Regions from separate parts of the Mus musculus genome. Here region 2 is linked to region 1. The links are chromatin contacts, called in public promoter capture Hi-C maps. All regions are on one chromosome and are shown on one strand. The core of a region is the stretch at or near the end of the contact, and the rest is flanking DNA. Distances in the headings are between cores, read along the strand shown.

What was found. Promoter capture Hi-C pulls out the DNA fragments that hold promoters and counts their contacts.
Region 2: a promoter capture Hi-C map of pre-B cells shows a contact between it and region 1, with 3 times the contacts expected there. The contact joins the promoter of Hcar1 here to the promoter of Adam1b in region 1. A contact is called at or near these places in 2 of 39 promoter capture datasets (liver and pre-B cells).

What each region holds. Positions count from the first base shown.
Region 1 is chr5:121,501,169-121,506,220 of GRCm38.p6, forward strand. Adam1b (a disintegrin and metallopeptidase domain 1b) reads right to left here and starts at 2,267. Exons shown (of 1, transcript NM_172125.3): 1 at 1-2,267. The coding sequence starts at 1,812. It also overlaps a transcript of Tmem116 not described here.
Region 2 is chr5:123,877,785-123,882,836 of GRCm38.p6, forward strand. It overlaps Hcar1 (hydrocarboxylic acid receptor 1), which reads right to left and starts at 2,219. Exons shown (of 1, transcript NM_175520.5): 1 at 1-2,219. The coding sequence starts at 1,818. The coding sequence ends at 787.

The sequences.
Region 1 (5,052 bases), core at 1,017-3,516:
ATGGAGGGAATCTCTCATGTCAAACACAGCTACACTCCAGCACCAGTCCTCGGTCTCAGGGACCTGGAGCAGCAAGTTGTTCGGTTGGATTTGTGGCAGGAAGGCCACCTCTGTACATATAAGTTTCCCACACATTACATTTTTATCTGAACACTTGGTATACTTTTTTGGAAATTGAGAGGAGGAGCCACAGTTTCCAAACTGGTCTCCTCTCGAGTTCAGAGAGGTGTAGCAATAATCGGAGGCAGACCTTGAACCATGCCCAAAAATACGAGAGCACTGAAAGGTAGGGTCCATGCACTGACCATTAAAGCACAAGAAGGATTCGTGGCACTTAGAGCCGTCCTGGGCTTTCCTGTCACTGGGACATGCTGCAGAGGTCCCATTGCAGTATTCTTCCAGGTCACATGGTCCGTCAGCAGGACGGCAAACATCTCCTTCCTTTTTAAAGTTACATTTAAAACAGCAAAGTTCAGTGCTGCACACTGAGTTGCCCTTCAGTTTACAATTTTCATCACAACACTGGCTTTTATCACAGTCACTGCCACAGTCACACTGCTCCAAGTCCTCCACCACACCATTCCCACAATTGGCAGCTCTGCGCATGCGGCTCTGGCGCCCAGGCTCATCAAGCAGGCACACCCCTCTGTGGTCGTGGAGGAAACGGAGGAAGTGGTCAGAGCTGCAGTTGCTGAAGCCACTGTCCTTACCGATCTTCTCACCCATGAGGCAGAAGTGCTTGGGACCACAGGTGCAGGTCGGGTGGTCGTGCTGGATACCCAGGTTGTGCCCGAGCTCGTGGGCCATGAGAGCCGCGAACAGGAGGACATCTTCATGATGGAAGGCCTCCACGGCCGCCGCAAACTCACCCGAACAGGCACCACGGAGAAACGCCTGGCCCTCGTTCTCTCCTGGGCGATGCCCGACGATCAAGTGTGCCACATCGTGCCTGACCCGGCCCACGAGTTTCTCCTGTCTCCAGAAGTTGAAATTCCTGAGTGTGGTCTGCAGGTCCACTGGGACCTCTATCGGGTCCCCCTCTGTCCAGATTTCCAGGCCCACCAGCACCACCTCTGTGTTTATCCCCCTAGTGAAGCTGTTGGCCAGAGCAATGATGTCCATTACTGCCTGGACCGTCTCGTTGATGTTACTGCCCCACATCTGGAACCGCTGGTGGTTGACCACCACAAACATCTCCACATACTTGGTGTGTGACCACCAGTCAGTCAGAACCAGTAGGTCATCGGGCTTCCTGCTCCTTGGTGGATGGCTGGTGTCCCCAGGGCTGTCTTTGGGAGTGACACTGCAGGAGACCACAGGCTGATGCTCCATGGTGTAGAGGACATGTTCAAAGTTTTTGGAAGAGAGCATGGGCTCAATGCCATAGGATGTTTCCTCTTTAATCAAGACCCCCCTGAGGCCTGAACAGATGTTGACAGAAACAAAGGAGCCTGGCACCCCTTCCATGTAGCCTTCATAGTGGCAGTCCTGGGAGAGGAGAGGCATTTCTTGCCTCAGGATGCCATTGTGGTAACTGTAGACTGGGAAGTTATTCTCAGGGTAGTGTCCCTTTACCTCGAGGTGAAGCAGCTGCTTTTGGCCTTGCATCAATAGCATGTAGGACACCTTCCCTCCAGGGTCTTTCCCCCCCTTGCCTGGCAGTCTCTCAGGGATGACAGTTTCATAGGAAGAATTATATACAGATCCAATGTCACAGAACGTGCTCGGGAGAAAAATTATTGCCAAGAGCAACATGGCCACCAGCCTGATACACCAGTGCTCTGGGATTTTCCCCAGCTTTAGTCGCTCCATCTGGGGAGGCCAAGTCTGACGTGTTCCTCCAACCTCTTACAAAGCCGCATGGGGCTCTACTTGAAAGAGAACGTGGACGCTGAATGTCTCGCTGTGGCTGAGTCTGCCATGATCCTTCTGACTCAGCTGATTCAGTGGGGCCTGCGTGTTGAATGTCAATGACAGCAGTAGCTCTCCTGATCTGGAGGCCCGGGTATTATCCCTACATCGATGCTGCGTGTTTTAAGTGTTGGTTCCTCCCCACCTCCGTGAGCTCAGCTTTCTGGCTAGGTCTTGTCCTGGTGACTCTGACCTCTGTGACCTTTCAGACAGTTTCTGTTCTTGGTTGCTTCTTTCAAAGTCAGCTCCTGTACGCCATCTCTAAGTCCTTTTGACAAGATGGAGAGAGGTGCCTCTACTACAGTGTGGGACTGTACCTTGACTGTACCTGACTCAGCAGGAGCCACACACGGAACACCCCTCCCCCACTGCTCTCAACTCTTCCTGTTGTCAGTTGCTCAGCTAACCCCAAATGTTCCAAATCAAGGAGCTTGGAGATCCCCTAGGTGGGCATACTCTGTTATATCTGTTTCCTGACCTCCAAGACCCTTGCTCTGTAGACAGGAGCGTTCTAACCCAGGGCAGGTTTTGAGCTCTGAGAAGTGTGATGGATAATCACAGATTTAGGAGACCAGACTGAGAGGTCAAGCCCCTGAGCTGTATGATGGAGCACAGAGGAGCTAGGGGCGCGGCCTGTGGAGAAGAATAGCATCGCCCTTCACAGCCTCCAGACCCAGTTTCTCAGAGGCCATGGAAGATGCATGGTAGCCTCCTGCTAACATGTCCACAGTAGCTGGCATCTCAAAGGCCTAGCCCCAACACACTGATTCCCTAAGGTTATGTGTGGTTATATGTGTGTCTTTGTTTATGTGCTAGTGTTGCGCCAGGTCGCCTGAAACTCTTAATCTTCCTCATGGTCCTGGCAGCTTATAAGATTACATGTGTTAGCCTTTCTTCTAGCCTCTATGTACCCATGTGTACACGGGTCACATGAGCTGAACTCATTCAGGTGTGCACACAGACACACTAAGTCTTCACACGATATCTTATTTGTGTATCTTATGGGACACAGTACATTAATCTTACATATATAAACATGTATGATAAAGGGGGAGTGCTTTTAGTCTATAAGTGGCACACCACAAAACCTCTCAAAGCAGTGGCTGGCTCCTCCTTCCCACCCCAGCCTACAGCCAAAGTAAAATGCCACTTCAGGAATTGTTAAAAATGGCAGCTCCTGTCAAAATGGCCCCAACAGGACATCTCAGCCAACAGCCAGCACTGGAGCCTTTCCCACCTCAGCAAGAGAGGCCCCTCAGGAGCTATCCATGGCCTACCACACCTCCTCTCAGCCTCTCTGAGCAGCCCCACAGACGTGGAGCAAAAGCCAGCTGAAGCCAGGAAGGACTCCCTAGCCTGACCCTTGGATGCAATGCAGGGAAAAGTGGGTGAAAAAGGCCACCAATCCCTGAGCTCCCAAGCTTAGGATGTGAGTCCTTGCAAGCAAGCCGCAGCCTTTCCTGGATTCATCCATCCCTTCTCCTCCAGGATTCTCCCCTTTAATAAATCTCCTTTATGAGTCTTACTGCATGGAGTGGCTTTCTCATCAGAAGAAACCGAGAAGAAAAGCTAGGAAAAGAAGAAGTGAAGAGAAGAAGGAGCAGGGCTGGGGCTCTCAAACTCCTCAGCTCAGTCAGGGGTACCCTCCCCTTGACCTGCAGCACCTCTGCTAAGGAGCCTTCCATGTCTCAGGATACCCTCCCATCCAAGCAGAGACACTTAACGGCATTTCCAGCTCTTCAAATATTAGTCACTTTTATATGTTGGGGATCTCATAATTTTCTACCAACTTTGAAGCTTGTTAGATTGTTTTTATAGATAGTTTTACCCACTGTGCTGCCAAACATTAGAACTAAACTTAGAAGCAAATCTCTTGTCAGTGACCCTTACTGACCTGTTTTCCACCTCCCTTTCCCTACCCCGTCCCTGGTGAGCATTGTCCACGCTGTTCGTGATCAGCCTTTCAGTTTCCACAGAGGATTAGTGCCCATGGTCTTCTCTTGCTTTCTGACTTCCATCACTTGGTGTGATCTCCAGTGCCCTCCCCATTGTAAGAAAATGAGGTTGGACTCCCAGCTGCAGTCCCCACAGGAGAGCAGGTGTGTGTATGGCACAGCGATTCATCTCTGGAAGTCTAACCGACCGTGGAGCTGCTAAGTCAAAGAGATCCTGTAGTCTCTTGCATTTGGTAAGGATTCTCTCCATGGTGGTTTCTGTAATAATGATGCTGATCACTTCCCATCAACAACTCTTGTAAATTCCCTTCACACCCAAGTTTGCTTTTGGTCCTTCAAGATGTCTCCTGATTTGATTTCTGATGCCTCAGTAACTACTGAGGATGTGCAGTGTTTCATACATTTCTTGGCAAATTGGGTTTTTGTTTTTGTTTTTTTTTTTTCGAGACAGGGTTAGCCCTGTGTAGCCCTGGCTGTCCTGGAACTCACTCTGGAGACCAGGCTGGCCTCGAACTCAGAAATCCACCTGCCTTTGCCTCCCAAGTGCTGGGATTACAGGCGTGCGCCACCACTGCCTGGCTTTTTTTGTTTGTTTGTTTGTTTGGATGGAATGTTTGTCTTTTGAGACAACATCAAAGGATGAAGCACAGGTTAGTCTGGAAATAATTAGGTAGCCCAGGATGTCTTCCAATTCGATATCCCCCCACTTCAGCGCAAAGTGGTGGGGGTTGAGGCACTAGAGTCTCTTCTTAATCCTCCAGCCCCCTGCCCCCATATCGAGGATCAAATCTGTATTTTGTATGTGCTATGTAAGCTCTACCTCAGAACCACACAAGCAGCTGTGTCTTCTCTTGAGAAGTGTCTACTGGATTCCTTAGTCCATGTAACAATTTGGACGACTTTGGGTTTTGATGTTGAGTTTTGTGTTCTCATCATCTCCTCTCAGAAACTGAGCCCTTATCAGATGAATGATTTGCAGGTATTGTCTTAGGCTCCACAGGCTTGGGTCTTGCCTTTGTAGATAATTTAATACATATTTAATTCTCCTTTTTTACTTGCCTGAGTCCTTGGAGAGGTTTCTTAGAAAAGGAAAGCATTGTCTACACAGTGTCTATCGTTGTCTACAGCAGTTCTCAACTTTCCCAGTACTTCCAGGCTTTCAACACAGTTCCTCATGTTGTGGTGG
Region 2 (5,052 bases), core at 969-3,468, 2.4 Mb after region 1:
AGCTCAAATTCATGCATTAAGCAGTGAAGAACAACCATGCTTGAATTAACCCATCCCAAATACCAGGAAGCACCCCCCCCCCACCATTGCTGCCGTAAACAGGCTCTCAGTTCCCACTGGAGAAACGATAGCTGATATCAGGTGGACAAGTCCCTCAGCATCTTCTTTGAAATGCAAACAAAAGAAAAACAAAGGATGAAACCACTTAAAATCAGCAAAATATCGTGGCGCCAGCAAGGTTAGAATAGATTCTTTTTGCTGCCCTCCTGGGCCACCTGGATGTTCAAACCTTGAAATGTGTGGAGGCTCCCCAGGGAAGATTTAAAAAAAACGGCTAGGTCCGGGTGTCCTGCAGTAAAGGGTCTCGCTCAGCTGGAAATAAGTGTATTGACTCAGTGCAGTTTCTATTTTTTTCAGTCCAGGAAATACCGACGAGTTATTGAGATCGTTAACTCTCTCCGAGCTAGAACAAGACCCAGCCAGGCTCATACCGCTTTTCTCAGCCATGCAAAGCGACACGGGCTCCAGGTAGTTCCTAACCCGACACCCACGGTTTCCTTCACACTCACACGCTGCCCCTTCACCATTGCTATCAGAGTATTTAAACACAACCAACCGGTTTGGAACCTTCTGGAAAAGGTCAAGCAGGGTGGATCCCATTTCTACCTGAGTGAGAAAGATACAGCTAAGAGTGGGAGGGGACATCTTCAAGTCCTCCACCCTTCAGATTTAACTCACATTGCCCATTTCTCTGCCTCGTTGTTGGGCTGTTTGTCTTAATGGCATTCAACACACTTGGAGATCCCACTGCCCGTCAGATGGCCTCTGGGAACGATTTGCCCCATCGATGGAGCTCTTACTGCAGAGGTTCGAAATTGGCATCTCTTCTGACCTCCGCGTCTTCGTGCGTCCTGGGCGTTTGGGCTTCAGGCTGCAGATTGTGAGCTTGGTGTAGAATTTGGGGAGCGAGGGGCTTGAGAAGTAATATACAAGGGGATCCAGCATACTGTTCAGGTAGGTGAAGCTCAGGGTGACGTGGAGGGCTGTGTGGACAGAGGGGTCACAGGCACTAGTGGGCACCGTCCAGAGGAAGTAGAGCCTAGCCAGCACGCTGGGCAGGTAACACGTGATGAACACAGAAGCCACCACCATGATGAACCGGGTGGCCCTCCTCATCCGAGCCTGTCTGGTCAGCTGCTGCCTCCGTCTCAGGCTCCAAACAACGTTGACCGAGCAGAACAAGATGATTGTCAGGGGCAGGAAGAACTCCAGCTGGAACATGACATCGTGCCACCCGTTGGCTGACTCCATGATGAAGCTCTCACAGGACGACAGTGTCCCCTGCACACACAGGTGACTCTCCATCAGAAGATACACAGTCCCCAAGATGACCAAAGTCCAGAGGACACAGGCGGTGGCGGCGGCAGTCCGGTTGGAGATGGCATTCACCATATGGTGGGGGTGGACCACTTTGAAATACCTATCCACAGCCACCACAGTGAGGAAGACAATGCTCCCGGCCCTATTCATGGCCAGCTTGAAGAGGACCAGGCGACAGGCGATATCTCCAAAAATCCAGTGTCTGCGTCTGAGGTAGTAGTCTGTCCGAAGGGGTAAGCAGATCATGAGGAGAAAATCGGCCACAGCCAAGTTGAAAAGGTAAATAGTGCTTGACTTCCAGGTCTTCATGTGAAAGCAGAAGCCGCACAGGGCTATGCCGTTGCCCAGGGCGCCAAGCACGAAGACCAGGATGAGTAGAGGAGGCATCACTTGGGAGATGGGCTCCCCCTCGATGAGACAGCACGACCCGTTGTCCATAGCAGTTGGAGAGAGGACTGGCATCCAAGGTGGCCGGCACAGAGGCACAGCTGCCTATCCGAACACTAGGGCTCCTCTAGCAGCTGGGCCCCTAACCTCATCACCCTGGGATGCAGGCGCTGCACCCACGAGAGAAACTTCAGCCAGGAAATGAAAGCCGGCAGCAAGTCCTTTCTCCTAGGCTTGGATCACGAGCTGCACGTCCCCTACAGAGTTGAAGCCTGCAGCTGGGTCAGGCTCTGGGGTGCAAGCGGTTTCCCACGAGTGTACATTTCTGGGTTGCAGCTCGGGGGTCCGACGCTATACATGCTACAGACTCGTTGCTAGATCGAGCCCTGGAGATGACTTTTCTTTTTCTGGTTTTGTCTTTTTCCCTCACGCTCTGCGCTGCAGAATGCTCTGAGCTGCCAGAAGGCTTGCGGGGTGGGGGTGTGGGGGGAGCTTGTTTGCCCTCCCTCCTGGTGGAGAAATCTAAACATTTCCTGGAGTCGTTCTGGGCCTCTGCCTGGCTGCTTTCCTCCCTAACCTTTGCCTGACTACCCGTCCTCCCTCAATCCCCTGGGACACTCCCATGCAGTGCCAGAGAGGGGAGACTGTGCTCTGCGGCCTCTCGGGGCCACTTCCGGTGCCCACACCCAGAAGCACAGCCTCCACTCCTGGGAAGGTCTGCAGAGAAACGCAGTTTGAAACATCCGCCCGGTATTAGAAAAATTCTTTCTGGGCTGAGGGTATAGCTCGGAGACTGCGGCATGTGCAAAACTCTGCGCTTTGGGCTCTAGTCCTTCTGCCACCCCCCTCCAAAGAGATGAAAATGATTTTCTCCTGTCTCCATGAGGCAACCTTTTCTGGAGAAGTCGGGTCCCTGCTCTACTGGGAAGTAGAATCTAGTTAGTTACTTTTGCAAAACTTTGGCTCTGTTTCCAATCGTTGGCTCAGAAGAGGCAAACATCTCCCTATAGCCAGGTAGTGGGGTGAGTATGAAACCAAGCGGTCGCTTAAGGAGTTAATTTCTAAAATAATCACGGGCAAAATGAAACTGTTTAAAAAACTGGAGTCTTTGCCGAAATTTCCTGTCCTTTAGCTTGAGAGAGTGTCCATCTGCCGCCTTTTCCCATGTAGGAAGAATGGGGTGGGGGGAGACGGTGTGCACGGAAAGAACACAGGGGTACCTTCTTCCATATGCTGATTAAAGCTAGATTTGGGCTGGACATGGTAGTGCATGCCCAGAATATGCACGCTTGCGCGCGCGCGCGCGCGCGCACACACACACACACACACACACACACACACACACACACACACACAGACCTTTAAATAAAGATTTGTTTTATTTATGTGTAAGTGCCCATGGAGGCCAGAAGAGGGCGCTGGATCTTCTGAGATGGAGTTACAGGTGGTTGTGGTGGCGAGGTGGGGCTGGGAACTTACTAACACCAGTCCTCGGGAAGAGCAGGAGGTCCTTGCTCTTCACCGCTGAGCCACATCTGCATCACCACTCCATCACCTGTTTTCTTTCTCTTTCTTTCTTTCTTTCTTTCTTTCTTTCTTTCTTTCTTTCTTTCTTTCTTTCTTTCTTTCTTTCTTTCTTTCTTTCTTTCTCTTCCCATCCAGGTGTGGTAGCCCACACCTTTAATCCCAATGCTCTAGAGGCAAAAGCAGGAAGATCTCTGTTCAAGGTCAACTTGGTCTACAGAGCAAGTCCAGGACAGCCAAGGCTACAGAGAAACCCAGCCTGTGGAGAGAAGGGGCGGGAGGGGGGGGACAGGGAGAAAATCCCTTTCAAGTGGCCCAGGTTAGTCCTGACCTTGCTCTACAGATGATGGCCTTGGATCTCTTATCTTCCATCTCCCAACTACTAAGGTTAAAGGCTATGAGTCACCAGCCAGTTAGAATCCCCTTATTTATACCCCCTTTCTGTTTTTCTTCCCACCTTCCTCCCACCCAGTCTTTCCCCTTCTCTGTCTCCTTTCTTTCCCCTCCCTTCACCTCTTCCTGACTTTTTAAGACAGGATCTCTGTAGAGCCCTGCCTTCACCTGAACTCTTCATCCTTGGTGTCACCAGGCCAACTGCTTACATTTTCCCAGTTGAATACTAGACTCCAAATCAGCTCCATGTATCCCCCTGCTACCCCATCACAGACACCATCACCTCATGTGGCATCACCCACTACTCCCCCATCACTGACAGTCACCTCCTGCATGGCTGTAGAAACCATGTTCTACCTGCCTTCACTTCCTCTCATTGGCCTTTGACATTCAGCTGCCACTGAGAAATTAACGTTGTTCTGTCCTGTGGCTTGAACCCAGGGCTTTGTGTATGTATTCTTGGCCAGTGCTACCATTGAGCTGGGGTGAGGAGTGTGTCATACCTTTCCTTCTGGCCTTTCCCTCCTCCTCTTTCCCCTCTCCCTCCTCCTCTTTCCTCCTCTCCCTCCTCCTCTCCTCCTCCCCTCTCCTTCCTCCTCCCCTCTCCTTCCTCCTCCCCTCCTCCCCTCTCCCTCCTCCTCCCCTCCTCCCCCTCCCTTCTCCTTCCCTCCTCTCCTTCTTGCTTCCCTTCTTCCCTCTCCCTCCTCCTTTATTCTGAAACAGGGTATCTCTAAATTGCCCATATTCTCTGTCTTTGACTTCTGAGATGTATTTATCCCAAACAGATCTTGAATCTGTGGTCTTCCTGTCGGCATGACTCAAGAGCCAGCATGGACACAGCTAGTCTACTGTAAGGCTCAGCTATTCCAATCCTCTTTCTTTTTGCATCGATGGGCCTCACTAACTCCATCTGGTCTGTGAAAGTGCAGGGCATACATGGTTGAAAAAAAAAAGTTCTGTTTGGCTCCATTTGTTCGTTATACAGTGCTGGGAATCGAAGCCAACACTTGCTCAGACTAAGTAAGTGCTCTACCCCTGAGCTTCATCCCCAGGTGACTTATTTTACTTTGTTGAGGCAGAGTCGCACCCTATAACTCAGGCTGCCTCAGCTTCCTGGGTACTGTTATTACAAGCCTGAGCCACCATGCCTGCCTGGCTCACATGTCTTTTTACATTTCTGTTCTGTTTTGTTTGGTTTTGTTGGAGACAGGGTTTCTCTGTGTAGCCCTGGCTGTCCTGGAACTCACTCTGTAGACCAAGGTTGGCCTCAAACTCACAGAGATCCGCCTGCCTCTGCCACCAGAGTGCTTGGACCAAAGCACCACTGCCCACTTCACATTTCTGTCTTTTTGTGTTTTATCTATTTGC